2 separate regions of the Triticum aestivum genome follow, and region 2 is linked to region 1. A link is a contact called in public Hi-C data. All regions are on one chromosome and are shown on one strand. The core of a region is the stretch at or near the end of the contact, and the rest is flanking DNA. Distances in the headings are between cores, read along the strand shown. Region 1 holds the start of LOC123046128 (protein disulfide isomerase pTAC5, chloroplastic). Region 2 holds the start of LOC123046130 (beta-glucosidase 16).

The links. A called contact is a pair of places that touch in the nucleus more often than the background predicts.
Region 2: a Hi-C map of leaf shows a contact between it and region 1, with 4 times the contacts expected there. The contact joins the promoter of LOC123046130 here to the promoter of LOC123046128 in region 1. A contact is called at or near these places in 5 of 5 Hi-C or Micro-C datasets (leaf, root and an unstated tissue) and 1 of 1 datasets of contacts at active chromatin or transcription factors (leaf).

The regions. Positions count from the first base shown.
Region 1 is chr2B:577,499,604-577,507,178 of IWGSC CS RefSeq v2.1, reverse strand. LOC123046128 (protein disulfide isomerase pTAC5, chloroplastic) reads left to right here and starts at 4,951. Exons shown (of 7, transcript XR_006421962.1): 1 at 4,951-5,665; 2 at 6,064-6,159; 3 at 6,269-6,358; 4 at 6,474-6,702; 5 at 6,862-6,899; 6 at 7,002-7,504. LOC123046129 (a long non-coding RNA gene) reads left to right here and starts at 366. Exons shown (of 4, transcript XR_006421970.1): 1 at 366-520; 2 at 652-849; 3 at 978-1,110; 4 at 1,320-2,771.
Region 2 is chr2B:577,941,286-577,948,860 of IWGSC CS RefSeq v2.1, reverse strand. It overlaps LOC123046130 (beta-glucosidase 16), which reads right to left and starts at 4,304. Exons shown (of 12, transcript XM_044469416.1): 1 at 4,015-4,304; 2 at 3,813-3,879; 3 at 2,926-2,987; 4 at 2,718-2,793; 5 at 2,545-2,619; 6 at 2,334-2,421; 7 at 1,940-2,192; 8 at 356-471; 9 at 1-225. The coding sequence starts at 4,140.

The DNA.
Region 1 (7,575 bases), core at 3,702-6,201:
ACTGCATCCGCCAGCCGACATCTTAGTAGGACATGGCTCATTGTCTCTGGGGCCGGGCATTAAGGATAGTATAACCGAATCTAATTCGAGCCTTTTCATGCCCTCACTGATTTCTACCGTTGGATCACGCATCTCGACCATCCTTGGCCGTCCAAGGCATTGTTTTCTCCTGCACGGGCTAATACTGGGCCGAATGTCCTGGGGCAGCTACTCCCAAGGCCGAATCGAAAGCCTCTCGTTCACTTACTATGCCCAACGTCGGATGCGGAAGGAACGATAGTGATTCTCTCTGATTCTCAAAAAAAAAAAGTAGTGATTCTCTATGTGTCCTCATAGCCCCACCCGCTCCTCCGGCCCTCCCTGCACCCACCCCGCTCCACCCCTGACCCTCCAGGCGCGCCGCCACAGTCGTCGTCGCTGTAGAGAGAGGGAGCCGCTCAGATCGCTCCCAGTCTAAGCCGAGCCTCCACATCTCGCATGAAGAAAGAGATATGTGCGTCACTTCCTCCATCCTGTACAGGTCTGTGCATCTCTCCTCCTCCCCTGCATCCCCTATTTTCTACCAGTCTATTACTCGATCTGGTATTCGAGATGGTTGGGAGAGCAACATGAGAGGTTGAACAACAGAGCATGGGCGTCGTTGTCGTGCAGGAAGACGTTGTATCCAACCATGCCGTCGCCGGGCCCACGCAGGCAGAGGCGCCCTCATATTCTGCCGAGGGCGAAGGAGACCACAAGAGAAAGCTCGAGGAGGTTGACGCCGGCGCGAAGGTGAACGACGACGTGGAGGATGCGTGGAAGGCAATGGCATGACTTAGTTTCTCCAACACCTTGCCCCTCTCTATCCACGTGTGTGTTGTATTGTACCTACGGTTTAGTGTCTTAAGCAATGATTCTAGCATGTCAAACATGGTCGGCTTTGTGTTAAGCTTGGATTGGAATCCATCTGATCCGTTCATTATCTCTATTGGGATCAGACGTCATTCAAAACAGAGAGTCCTCCGAGAAGCCTGAGGAGCCATGACTGAATTACCGCTACAACAGCAAAAAATTGCTGCAACCGGTGACCAGCAGGAGACTCCCCACGTAATTGATGTGCCCAATACAAAGGTATAACCAGTTGAAATCTGTTTTTTATTTGGGTTTTGTTTCATGTAATTTTTTTTTGAAGCCATTGCTCTGTGGGGAACAAAACAGAAACAGAGAAAGCATCAAACACAGAAAAAATAATATTTGTGTGTACTATTGATTTAGACACATAATTTGCATATGCTGATTATGGCAGTTCATCCAGGTTGATGTTCTAATATGAAAAGCAGGTGAAACGATCAGAAACCTATAAATGAGCAAAGGCGCGAAAGATTCAAATTACAAAGGATGCAGATGTTCCTTCAGATTCCATTACTCGTCCGATTGAATTGTTCGGAACACATGTGAGTATTGCCTAGGCTGCAGCGTAGCTTATTAAGAGTGTTATAACTGATGTATGCTAAAGGTAATCAACTTTCTCATGGGTTTGTAGTAGTTCACTTTAGATGCATTTCTATCCATGTAGTTACATCTCTAAGGCTCCATCTAATACATCTATTTGCAGGTTGAAGATGGTGGTTCCCCTACCTTGATGGACAAAGGTTTTGGGTCCACACAGTTAGGTTCAGAGCAGTTTCAGAGTAGAGCCTTGTTTCTTCTTCCTCATCACGCATGTGTTGGGGCTCCCCTAACATCGACCTCGACCTCAAGTAGTGGTGCCCCTCTCATGGCCGGTTTAAGCAGCGTTCCAAGGCAGACTACCATCAGGATGGACACCATGCTTCTGCCCTACATCCACCGCTGGCATGTCGTCCCCTGTAGGTTCAAGTAGGGGCGAGAGGGACGACATGGAGTAGCAGTGTAGCACTCATATATTGCCTATGTCTTTCACTTTATGATTCCAAATCAGATTACCCTGTCAAGGTCAGTAGTGCTCCTTTTTGCTGTTTCTTGTTATCAATATTTTAGTGCCACTTCTAAAATATCAAATTACCAATCCTTCTCCATACATGTAGTCTTACATTTCTATGTCCTTAAATATTTGTTATGATCTGTTTAGTTCGTACATAAATATTCAGAAATAGTTCAATGCGTAATTCATGATTAAAATTTATGCTAATTAGGCTTTAGTTTGGTGCCACTATGATTCTTAGACTAAGCTTGGCTTGCCTATGATATAATATCATGTAGAGATTTTGCTGAATTCTATGTGAATAATATAGACAAATGGATATTGGATTTTTGGTGAATAATATAATATATACAATCTGTTGACATGTTTGGAATTGTAAGCACATTCATCATTTCTTAAGCACTGTTAAAAGGTCGCAGCAACAAAATCTTCTCTTAAGCTAACATGATTTGCATAATAGAATGTTTACTTTTGGGTTAAGGTACAATTTTCCTACTGCTAGCCGATTTTCGGTACAGATTATGAATTTGATTACCAAATGTTTTCTGGCTATTAGCAACAACATTTGTCATCATTATTCAGTGTACAATTTTTCATGTGTTTTACAAAAATCTCTGGCAGGATGGAGATCTGACATCACTAAAGTTATGAAATTTCTAACATTACCAAGCCATAAACGATAGTTAGTAGTTTTCCTGTATTTTATGAGATCACCATGTACACCAGCCTCTTGTAATTTGACAGAGACAAAAAAAAGTCAGACTTGACTTCTTCTGTTGCTAACAAATATATGCATGTATATGCAAAATGAACTATAATGTTTCTTGCACCTGTATATTTACATAAATTCATATCATTTTATTGTTAAAATAGATGGGCGCGGCAACGCGCGCCACCCATGATCTAGTTCATTGTGTGATGCAACCTTGTCCCATTGTTTCCGTGCCATATTATCTCTCGTGTTCTGCCTATCTCTAAATGCAAGCCAAAGAAACACCCGGTGTCTATGCGGTATGATCTTGTCCCAGATGCATGGTGTTAGCGGACAAGCTTTACCTCAGAAGCTCAGAAGCTTGTAGAAGTACGCTGTTGATAATGTCCTGTCTTCCGTGAGAGGCACACGACCGACCATTTGTGATGGGTTTCTTATAATGCTCCAACTGGTGCGATGGCTGTGTTGACTGTGTTGCTCTCCACGAACCGTTGGTGGATGGCGGCCCTGACCTGGTGCGACGGCGGCTTGAGCCTTCGGGTCAATTCTCCACCAAGTCGCTGTACACGGCCATCGCCCCATCCGCCGCCCCCTCCCCCTATCGATGATATGGTCCATCCGCCTGCCACTGAAGATCCGTATCTTCATGTGGCAATGGATTCACGGTCGGATCCCGTCAGGGGTTGAGGTGCGTAAGCGAAATGGCCCGGGTACTGGCATTTGCCCGCTCTGTGGGGTTCCCGAAGACTTGAACCACATTTTCTTCTCGTGCGTCTCCACCCAGTTCCTCTGGAGCTGTTTTCGCGAGGCGGTTGGTGGAGATTGGTGTCACACCGACTTTCCGGACTTATTTGCCGAACTCCAGATGTCCCCCGCGACCTCTCGCCATATTAGGTGGCTTAAGATTGGGGTCCTCGCCTGGACCCTCTGGACTGTCCGCAATAAGCTAGTGATTCAGCACACGCCTCTTCGCCGGTCTACTGACGCTTTTTTCAAACTCTCGGATTTCTTGCAGCTTTGGCGGCCGCTTAGCCACCCCCGGGGCCGCGACGCCATCTCCGCCTTCATTGTCGACCTCCGATCGATGGCCGTCCGCCTGTCGTCGCCGCCCCCGCCGCCACCACCGGAGCCAGACTAGGCGATTTCTTCGTCCGGCGTGTTCTGTTTGTTTTTTCTTTTCTGGGCTTGTTGAGCTGTGCCCTCAGCAGAACCTATGTACTTGTTTGTGAGACCTGGATATGTGCGTGTGTGTGGACTTGACTCTGTATGTGTGCTCTCTAGCGGTTTGCTTTATTTATAAAGCGGGGCGAAAGCCTTTTTCGGTATAATGCTCCAACTCGCTCTCTCTTTCCTTTCTTCTCCTTCGCTGCTGGTGTGTTGGTGTGATTGTAACTAATTGAAAATACTGTTATTTCCTTTGAGCAAGTAATGGAAATGGGGATACCCGGACCCGGTTGGGGGAGAAGATAAGTGAAAGAAAATGGACAGATGTAGAGGGACTGAGGGAGAGAAAGAGAAACAAGATACGTAAATGTAGACAGAGTGTGTAGCTAACACATCTCTACTCGAAACTCAACTAGTGATGATAGCGTGTCTATCATCCGATATTTTTGATCGTCTGGTCTGCATATGCAAGTGAGGTAACAGGCTACGATATTTTTGCATAAAGACCACAGCCATTCGTCTATTGGGTCAAAGCTATCATATTTTAAAGATAAATACTATCTCTACTTCTATAAATAATTTAGTTGGCGATGATAGTGCGTCTGGCATCCGTCATTTCTGACCATTAGATCTGCATCTAACGGTTATGAGGTAAGTTGTGGCATTTTTTAACAATAACCCACTTCTCTGCTCCAATTTGCAGAAAACCCTTTGTTTGTGAACAAATACTATTCTGCTTTGGATCCGTTGCAACGTACGGACACATTACTAGTAAATGGTGCATTTTCAAGTTTGTGAAATATGTATTAATCTATTTTATATCTATTGCAAGCAGTGGCGGAGCGTAGGATTAGTAGAGTGATTAGCAGAAAAATAAGCATATTTGGCAAAATTTCCACTTATGGGGGGAGGGCCGAAATTGTCCCCACTACGCTCCGCCACTGGTTGCATGACATGGGCCTTTGCTAGCCAAAGAGTAAACAGAAAGAAGAAGAAAAACAAGTGTTCTAAAAAAAGAAAAACAAGTTTTATTTTTTGAGGCAAACAAGAAAAAGGGGTGCTTTGCTCATAGCCTCCGGCTCATGGGCCTGCTTCAGCTACCGTGTAGGCCCAGTCTTCTTATTACAGGCCATTGGGCAAATGCTCACAAATCGGGCCGCCGGCGCCAACCGTACCGCCCCGTCCGAAATATCAACGGCTGAAGCCGAGAGATATCCACTGGCCACTGGCCAGAGGCCACTGCCAATCTCCTCGCCGAGCTCCACGCCATGATCATCACCACCGCCGCCTTCCCGTCCGTGTCCTCCTTCCACCGCCCGCGCCTCAGGCCCTGCCCGCGCCGCGCCGTCCTCCACCTCGTCCGGTCGGCCGCCTCCTCCTCCTCCTCCTCGTGGGAGGAGCGCGAGGAAACGCGGTGGCTCCGCGAGGAGCAGCGCTGGCTGCGGGAGGAGCAGCGGTGGCTCCGCGAGGAGTCGCGCTGGCGTGCCGAGCGCGAGGCCCTCCTCTCCGAGATCACGGCGCTCCGTCTGCGCCTCCGCGCGCTCGAGCCTGCTGCCGCGCCCGTGCCTCCTCCCGCACCGGCGGCTGCGCGCGTCGCTCCGCCTCCGCCTCCCCCCGCACCGGTTGCGCGCGTTGCTCCGCCTCCGCCTCCGCCCGCGCCTGCGGCACGCGTGGCGCCACCTCCGCCGCCCGTGCCGGAGCCGGTGGAGGAGGTCGAGGTGAGGAAGGAGGTGGTGGTGGTCGAGGAGAAGGCCAAGGCGAAGCCGAAACCGAAGGCTGGGGCCGGCAGCGGCAAGAAGCGGGCGCTGAGGGTAGGGAGCGAAGGAGAGGAAGTGCGGGCGATGCAGGTGAGCGTAGCCGCGGTCGCGCACCTCTCGTTTTGGCTAGGATTCGCCATGCATGACCTGTTGTTGGGCTTGGGCCGAACATGACAGCGGTTCGAGACACTACAGAGATGCTCTGTTTCTTTCTAGCTAGATATACTCATGGTGTTCAAAAAAAAAAAAAAAAAAAAGCTAGATATACTCACTGCAAGTTCTGCAATCTGCTGTTGCTCTACACTACACTGTCAAGAACGTGGCCATGAATTAATTAATGCACTTACGGCGCGAATCAGTGGCGATTTGTATTTTGTGGGCCTGAACTTTCTAGTTAAGCCGTTAGCATGTCAGTGCACTCCAAACTCCAAAGATATAGCTGTTACAATGACTGGTGTATAAATCCAATCGTACCGTACATCATGCAGGAAGCCTTGGAAAAGCTCGGTTTCTACTCGGGCGAAGAGGACACGGAGTTCTCCAGCTTCTCAACCGGCACCGAACGAGCCGTCAAGACATGGCAGGTCAGTATAATGCCCGCCGCATCATACATTCGCCGATACGGCTGTGCTAACTGCTAAACCAGTATAAACATGTACTTACGTATAACTACATTGCGCTTCCTGTTTGCAGGCATCGATAGGTACTACAGAGGATGGGCTGATGACATCGGAGCTACTCGAGATGCTATTCACAGGACGGACCGAGGACGATCTCAAAAAGGCAAGCTTAGAAACTCCAACTCCAAGCCACAGTCAGTATTTCAGTGATGTGGCCATGGCGTCGCAGTGACATCCTGATGCACAAATCTGAGATTATACTTCTGTTTTACTTGCAGGAAGGCGTAAACGGAGCACTTGTTCCTCCTATAACAGAAACCGCAGAGGTTCAGCAACCTGTGGTGGAAAAAATTGACTACAACAAACACAGAGTGTACCTTCTCGGCGAGAACCGGTGGGAAGATCCATCCAGGCTAACCAAGAAGGATAAGCCGATCAGCGGTTCTACTGCCGCGTCGACAAAGCAGTGCATCACCTGCCGAGGCGAAGGCCGCCTCCTGTGCCTAGGTAACTGAAGTCACTGCTGCTTATCCTCTACACTGGTATCTAGGAAATCCCAGCCTCCGGTGTACCATAAGCCACTGCCATTGGCTTGAGTTATGTGCTATTACTGTTAATCTTCTGCGATGTTGTGACTATTGATGTGATCCTTCTTCATTCCTGCAGAATGTGATGGAACAGGTGAGCCCAACATTGAACCACAGGTACGCTGGAGTTCTGGTTGCAGAAGCGCACCATGTTATTAATTGAACCTTGTTTTTTTCTTCTCTAACATGCATATAATCGTTAACTTTTAAAAAATGCAGTTCTTGGAGTGGGTTGGCGAAGACACAAAGTGCCCATACTGTGAAGGCCTTGGCTACACTATATGTGATGTTTGTCAAGGGATTAAAACAGTGCACAGTTAAAGCAAAGGACTTATGAGCAACATTCAGCCTTAGTTGAACATCTATAGCAGCTTATATAGATGTTAACTAACTATTCCACTTTTGTTGCGGTATTTTTGAAATATATAATCACATTGTCATCCTACACCACAGAAAACAGATGCATAGAGGCTAGGTAATACTCCTACTTACTATGTACAATAGAAGATGGGGAAAATAACGAAGGAAGCGGTTGCTTTGTCAATCAAGCTTGTAAAATTGGCATGCATTCAAATATTTTCACCATTCATAATATTTACAGGAAAACGTATTTATATCTGTCAGTGAGTATGTGATCTTCTGCAAGACTATGGTGGACTATGGTGGACTGCAGTTTACACGGGAAGCATGCATTAAACATACTAGCTGCTATGCTTGTACAGGTCAGCAAGTTGCTAGCACGAGGGATTGAGAGTGAACGTAGTTCTACCTTGTCGAATTGAATTTTTGAAAT
Region 2 (7,575 bases), core at 3,055-5,554, 440 kb before region 1:
CTTTCGCCTACAGCTTGGACCAGTGCATTTCCCTCGTAGGTCTTAATGTCGCATGGAGAAGAGATGCAATCCTTGGCGTAGATCGCCGTGTAATGGTTTACACCGATAAAATCCGCCTTGCTTTGCAGTAACCTCTTCTCCTCGGAGGTAAACGTTGGTAAGTTTGATGAGAGCATCTCACGCATTTCTCTGGGATAGTCACCAAAGAATATTGGATCCAGAAACCTGAAGAAGAAAAGGAAACATAAAAAATGTCATAGTACTATCAGTTTTTGTTGTTGTTGTAAAGCTAACGTGAATATAAAAAAATGTCATACTTCATGTTGCATAGAAGGTGAAAGAAGAAAGGACATACCAGTCCACCTCAAAGGACAACGCCCGTCTTGCAGCCAGGATATCCTCCGTGGAGTTGGTAAGGGGCTCATACCATTTCATGGCGATCACAATCCCGATCGACCCTCCTTGTGTTGCCTAACATGTACACACGCATCAGAACGACTAAGACAAAGGCGTCTCTTGTCTTGAGAAATGATCTCCCAGTTCCAAGAAACATAAGCGTAAATACCACCTGACAAGGTGGGATGTGATCTGTCGCCCTAAAGACAAGGATGTCTAGGGGTGGAAGACCTTCAAATTAAAAATAAGTATTTGTTGAGCAAATGGCTTTAAAAGATACTTACCGAGGACGGGGTTTGGCAAGAATTACTAAGGAATAAGTACCTTCATTCAAAAACCTTGTCTGAGGTTCAGGCAAAACCAACAGTCTCACCTTTCTGGAAAGGACTCATGGAAGTTAAAAATGATTTTTTTCGCAAAGGGACGTTCATTGTAGGAAATAGTCTAACTAGTAGGTTCTGGGAAGATACATGGCTAAGGGACATGCCACTAGCCATGCAATACCCTCGTCTCTATCATATTGTGCAGTGGAAAGATGTCTCCGTTGCCTCTGTGATGGGCCACATATCGTTTAATGTTGCCCTTAGAAGATAACTAATTGGGAACAAATTGATAGACTGGTTAAACCTTGTTGAAAGGTTGATGATGGTTAACCTTTCACATGAATCAGACATATTCCGTTGGAAGTTGACTACTTCTGGTGCCTTCACAGTCAAACCCATGTATACAGACCTCATCAATGATGGACAACCTTTTCACCACAAGTATATATGAAAAATGAAAGTCCCACTGAAATAGAAAATCTTCATGTGGTATTTGGATCACAAGGTCATCCCGACAAAAGATAAACTGAAGAAAAAAAAGATTGTCAAGGATGCACTAAGTGTTGCTTTTGTGGCAATAAGGAGTCGACTCAGCATCTATTCCTTCAATTCCCACTTGCCAAGCTACTATGGAGAACGGTCCATATAGCTTTCAACCTACCTCCACCTAAGAGTAGTACGAATATGTTTGGAAACTGGTTAGTGGGGGTGCACCCCAAGTTTAAGTCTCAGATCCGTGTGGGAATTTGTGCTTTACTTTGGGCCATTTGGAGCACTCGTAATGATTGTATTTTTAACAGAACGAAAGTTCCGAATTTTTCCAGGTTATCTCCGAGGCTACCAGCTGGATCCATATGTGGTCATTACTTCATAAGGAGGAGGATCGGGCGCCCACGGTCTTTAGGTGCAACCGATGGGAGATGGTCTCTCGGGATTTGTTCAACCGATTTGGTTGGCGGCCTGCTAGAAGGATTTGTGATGCATGAGGCTCATTTTCCTAGGATTTTTTACTTTTTAATTTACCCTTTGGGCAGTCATGTGCGACAATTTATTGTTGAACTTTGTTATGGTCGGATGATGAACTTTGATATGATAAACAAACGGCTGTGTGCATCACTCGATGCAAAGGCCGAGGGATGTCCCTCTTTTAAAAAAAAAAGTTCCAAGGAAGGAAGCTTCTCAGCGTACGTTAGCGACAAAGCAGAGTCTGTTGGGTTCACCTGGTAGTTCCTCTTGTAGTTGTCGACGGCGGCGGCGTGGGACAGGATCATGTTATGGGCGGCGAGGTAGGGCTCCCGGTGAGAGTTGCCGCTGTTGCAGTTCCCGTACGGCGGGGAGCAGTGCTTGGGCGGGTACATGCCCAGCATGTAGGCGAACTTGGTGAAGAGGTTGGGCTCGTTGAGCGTGGTCCAGAACTTGACCCGATCGCCGAACGCCTTGAAGCACACGTCCGCGTAGTAATCAAACTCCTCCCTGTGAAGGAAGAAAAGTTAATTAGAGCATGCATGTGCGCCAGAACGCAGTAGACGGAAAGACCACGGAAAGACCGGGAACGTGGCTAATACTCCTACTCAGAGCATGCGCAACCAGTAGGAGTCGCATGCATGCACGTACCTGATTCCGGCGCCCAGCCAACCGCCGTGCCGGGTCTCCAGCTCGTGCGGCAGATCGAAGTGATGCAGCGTCACGAACGGCTCTATCCCTGCTTGACATTTTTTGCATTTAATTACCGCGTGCGTTTTAGGATTGCTCTTCGTTGAAGATTAGCTAGAGTTGAATCTGCCTGTTCGATCAGATGTGTGGCGTGGCGTGTGAGACTACGTACCTTTCTGAAGGAGCGCGGCGATCAGGCGGTCGTAGAAAGCTATTGCAGCCGTGTTAACGCCTCCAAGCCGGCCTCCTACGAGGACCATGATTCAACGACAGTTAATTTAGCTATAAACAAAAATTTGTTAATGCTAATTTTGTGTATTGATTCGTGTTGGCATGCATGCATACTTGGTAGGACTCTCGCCCATGAGATCGAGAACCTGTAGGAGTTGACACCCAGATCATGCATGATCTCCACGTCTTCCTGCTCAACAACAAGGTAGAGTCAAGGGTTACATGGGCAAGCACAGTAAATTAAGGGATGCGTAATCACGCCTCCCATAGTCACATGACAAGTACTACTTGTGATTGTATGTTGGGCTAATCAACTCTATACCATGTAACGGTGGTAGTGGTCGTCCGCCACGTCGCCGTTCCGTCCATCATTGATTTCCCTAGCTGTAGCAAACAAAAACATTTTGAGAGCAAAGAAGCTTTTAAAATAGAGGATCACATGCGCTAGCTGATCTTCTTTCAGAATATACATATGCAGGACAATTGTTGTGGTGTTAGTTGATCGGCACGACAGCAATTGCCATATAGAACACGGATAAAAGCGCAAAAAATTTGTGGCCACTCGTATTATTTTTTTGGTTGTGTGCATCGCTTGACGTAGAATCCTCCTTTTTTTTAAAAAAAAACTCGCATTATTATCCGCACAGTGTTGCTGCAGGTGTGGCATCGCTGTCTCATAAGAATCCACGCCTACTGGATAAGTAAAATATTCAAATCCCACTTGGAAGATAAAGGAAATACTCCAGGGCGACGCCGTTTCTTTCTAAGTAATATAAACTCGAGGAAAAGGCGTTGTGTTTGCCACACCTGCATCGGTGACAGTGAAATGGGTGCTGGCCTCCGTATCTTTCCGATGTCCGGCCTAGGGATCTCACTACTCAAACCTGAATCATTCAAGGTTAACACTTTTGGAGTCTAGCAGTACTAGGACATGGCTGGCTTATGTCTCCGTCTTGCTGATAATTTGCCAGCAGTAAATTAATCAAGCCGCATGATTAGTACTAACATACATGGTAAATTAACCGCCGAATTGCTATGTACGGCCTCATGAACTATCACTATCTCTATGTCTCAGCGGAGCAGGAAGCTAACAAGTCTTTAACTTCAACCTTATCATAAGCTAAGCATCATGGATCATACAAAGGCAACATGGATCACAGAAAGACAACCAAGAAGAAAACCATTGGGTTTTGGGAATGGTCGCTTTACACTGCGTGTGGGTGAAGACATCCCAGTTGCTGAGGCCCTTGCCGTCCTCCAGGTACGCGCCCTCGATCTGGAACCAGAGATCATAGTTCATGCGTTGTGGTAATTAAATTAGCTGCTCTCTTTCAACTGGGCCTTGGGAACGAATGGTAGAGAGAAGAAGTACGACGAGGGTGAAGCCGGCCAAGCTCCACCACTCGCTAACCTGGTAAGAAGACGTGGCGGCGCCGAAGAGGAACCCGGGCGGGAACTCGGCGCGGTCGAGCCCCCGCGCCGACGGCGCGAGGAGCGCCAGAGCCGCCAGCATGACCATTGCCGCCGCCGCGGCCATTTCCTCGAGGTAGCTAAGCTTAGCTAGAAAGGCGACGCCTCTCCGTTTCTATGAGGGCTCTGGAGTCTGGTTCTGGTCTAGCCCCGCTTCGACCAAGGCTTATTTAAAGGCAAACGGCGAAGTACGCCATGTCGCTGTCACCTGTCACTACCGATATCAGCATTGTATGTCTGGTCCTGCCTACGGAGTCGCGCCCATCTGCCTCGCGCCGCTGCCGATACATGCAGTACGTACGGCACCGCCGATATTTACCGCGCCGGCCGGCTCACACCGCCCACAAGCCACAAGGCCAGGCCAAGCTTTGCTTGTTGGCTGGGGTAACTGAGATCCACATGGTGCGCGTGAGAGCGACGTGTGACTGAAGGGTGATAATGGATGAAAGCTAATCATGCCGTACCAGAAAATGGCGCTGGCTCCTTGGCGGACTAGACGATGCCCGTCGAATCAGCTCTACCAAAGCGCCGGGTCCTCGATGGATCCATCTCAGCTTGCTCTTGCTCGTGCGTCCTCCGATGCGTCGTCCGGGGGAAGAAACAAGCCGTCGAAAGCAACTTCGGCAGACGACAGGGTCGTGGCTGGCCTCACAGGGTAGGTAAGCACGGCATGCGCTGATCCGATCTGGTCGGGTTGCTGCGGCCCGGATGTAGCCGGAGAATATGTGCGCGGCCCGGCGGCGAAATGTGGCAGTCACGTGGGGTCGGCGCGCGGCGTGGCGTCTCGCCATGGTGAGTTTGCGGCAGGGAAGACGTGGCCGCGCGCGCCGAGCCACCAACCACCGGAATCGGTTCATTATCTTATCGACAGGGGATGGGTTTGCCACCTCGATCGATGTGAGGTGACGTCACGTGACTCATGGTATGGACTCGACAAGTTGTCGCTAGTTCTGTTTTCTCTGGGAACAAGTTCCGTAGATGTACATCATGTACTACTACAACAGCAGAGGCGAGAACAGAATCTGAGGACGGGCAACACTTGTCCGACCCTGTCGGACCAAATATTACCATGTGTGGCCATGTGCATGGCCAGGGAACACGAAGCCAGCCAGTGGTTCGTGGTCGTGGGTGCACATTCGAAGTGCAAGGTGGGCAAGGGGTCAAAGGGCATGGCTTAAAAATGAAAGCAAGCCGCAAAAACTGGAGAGACTAGATGCATTGTAGCCGATCCGGTCGGTGGATTTTACTGGATCCGTTCTTTGTTCGTTTACATATGTGTGTCTGTAGGATGGATCCTTTCGATCTACGCTTCTTTCTATCGACGACGGCTGATGTCCTGATGCACTGGTCCTATGGGGTCTTAGCACGACGACAGCTGTCTACTAAAACAATGTTTGTCCGACTTGGACGAGGGAGAGGCGATGACGGCGACGCGCCTTCGGCTTGCTTCAGTACTTGTAGTCGTCGCTAGGTGGTCTATAGACATGAATGTATATTCTTTGTACTACCTTAACAGTTGATGAATAGATTGAAAGTTTTCTCGAAAAAATAAATCATAAAAGATTAACTTCTTGACTTGGGTAATGTGCACTAGTGTGTAGACGGGTTTTTCCTTGTTGCGAAAAGGTCAAATGTTGTAAACTAAGTATTTTAGTGATCTAAATGCTTTTACATTTCTTTATAGTGGGAATACATAGTATTCTTATAAAAACCTACTTACATAAATAGAAAATACATCCAAACATCTGAGATTTATTTTGAATTAAATGCATCAGAAATCTAAACAAACACTCTGCTTCCTCACTGTTGTTGTTTCAACACGCTTCACCTCGCAACATCACCGGTGGCGAAGCCAAGAATAAAAGATTAGAGGGGCCAAATGACTCAAACTTCTGAATTTACACTAATGCATGTATTTTTTTTCCTAAAATCCGAGAGGTTAACAGCATAATAATAAAATAAGCATATATGTGCACAAATTTGGGATCATGGGGCTGCCTTGGCTACTCAACATTGCATCGTGGTACAAACCAATCGACTGCACGTTGGCCTCTTGACTTCTACACATGCAGGTGTGAACACAAAGACTTGACTCCAAGCAACACTCAAGGCCCTAGGGCATTGACCTTTAGACGTGCACCATTAAACTCCTCTAACAATTGATACAGGCTACACACAACGGTGTAATGGTATTGGTTTGATATTGTAAATACTGATGATTATTTTGTACTACCTTCCCTCAACGAACACAGCACATTTTCTCAAATGTTCATGTTTCTCACCATGTCAAGTGTGTAGACGTTTTTTTTTCTTGTTGCAAAAAGGTCAAAAGTTGTAAACCAGGTATGTCATAGTATATCCTTATAAAAACCTCCTTACATAACTAAAAATACATCCAAATCCCTGATGTTTATTTTGAGTTAAATGAATCAGAAGTCCAAACAAACTCTCTGCTTCTTCAATGTTGGTTGTTTCAACATGCTTCACCTCGCAACATAGCCGGTGGCGAAGGCAGGAATCAAAGATTAGAGGGGCCAAATGACTCAAACTACTGAAGTTACACTAATGCATCTATTTTTTTCCTAAAATCTGAGAGGTTAACAACATAATAACAAAAAAAGCATACATGTGCACAAATTAGGGATCATGGGGGAACCTTGGCTACCGAACATTGCGTTGTGCACTAGTAGAAAACAGGGCATTTGTCCGGTTCCTAAGTGCATTTAGTTCCGGTTCTTGAACCGGGACTAATAGGTCATTACTAATACCTCACCCCTTTAGTCCCGGTTCTTACATGAACCGTGACAGATGGGCATCCACGTGGCCGCTGCGGGCAGCCCAGGCAGGGGGGCCTTTGGTCCCGGTTGGTGACATAAACCGGGACCAAAAAGCTTCCACGCGTCAGCAGCTGGCTGGAGCTGAGGTTTTTCTTTTTTAAAAAAAAAGTGGCTGGTTTAGGGGTTTTGGGGGTTATTTTTAGGTTGTTATTAGCTAGCTAATAGAGAGAAATGTCCTCTCTTATATCTTCGTCCTTGGTTTACCAACGCTACTGCTATGTTCATTTCACCCGCTGATATATAATAACTCATGCATGCTCGCATCATACATCATCATATATAATAACAAGTCCTACTAATCATGCATCATCATACAACTTCTACTCGTTATTAATAATAAGTCATACGATCATCATCCTCATAGTCATCGAACCCAACCCTACATAATTGTTCTTAGCACATGATCATCAGTATCAGGTAGGACCTAAACACCCTTAAGGTAAAATAGCATAAAACAATATAGACCTCGACTCTCCATTATGAAGAATGGAGATCATCCTGTCTCCAATTCTTGCGCTCCGCTTCCTTTTGCTTCCAAGAAGCTCCTTACGACTGTCCATACTTTTTTCCATTCTTTGATTGTCATGTCTCCACTTCTTTTAGAAACCCGGTATGGACAATTGAGATTCGTAGGACGACCTAGTTGTATGTTCAAAACATGAAGG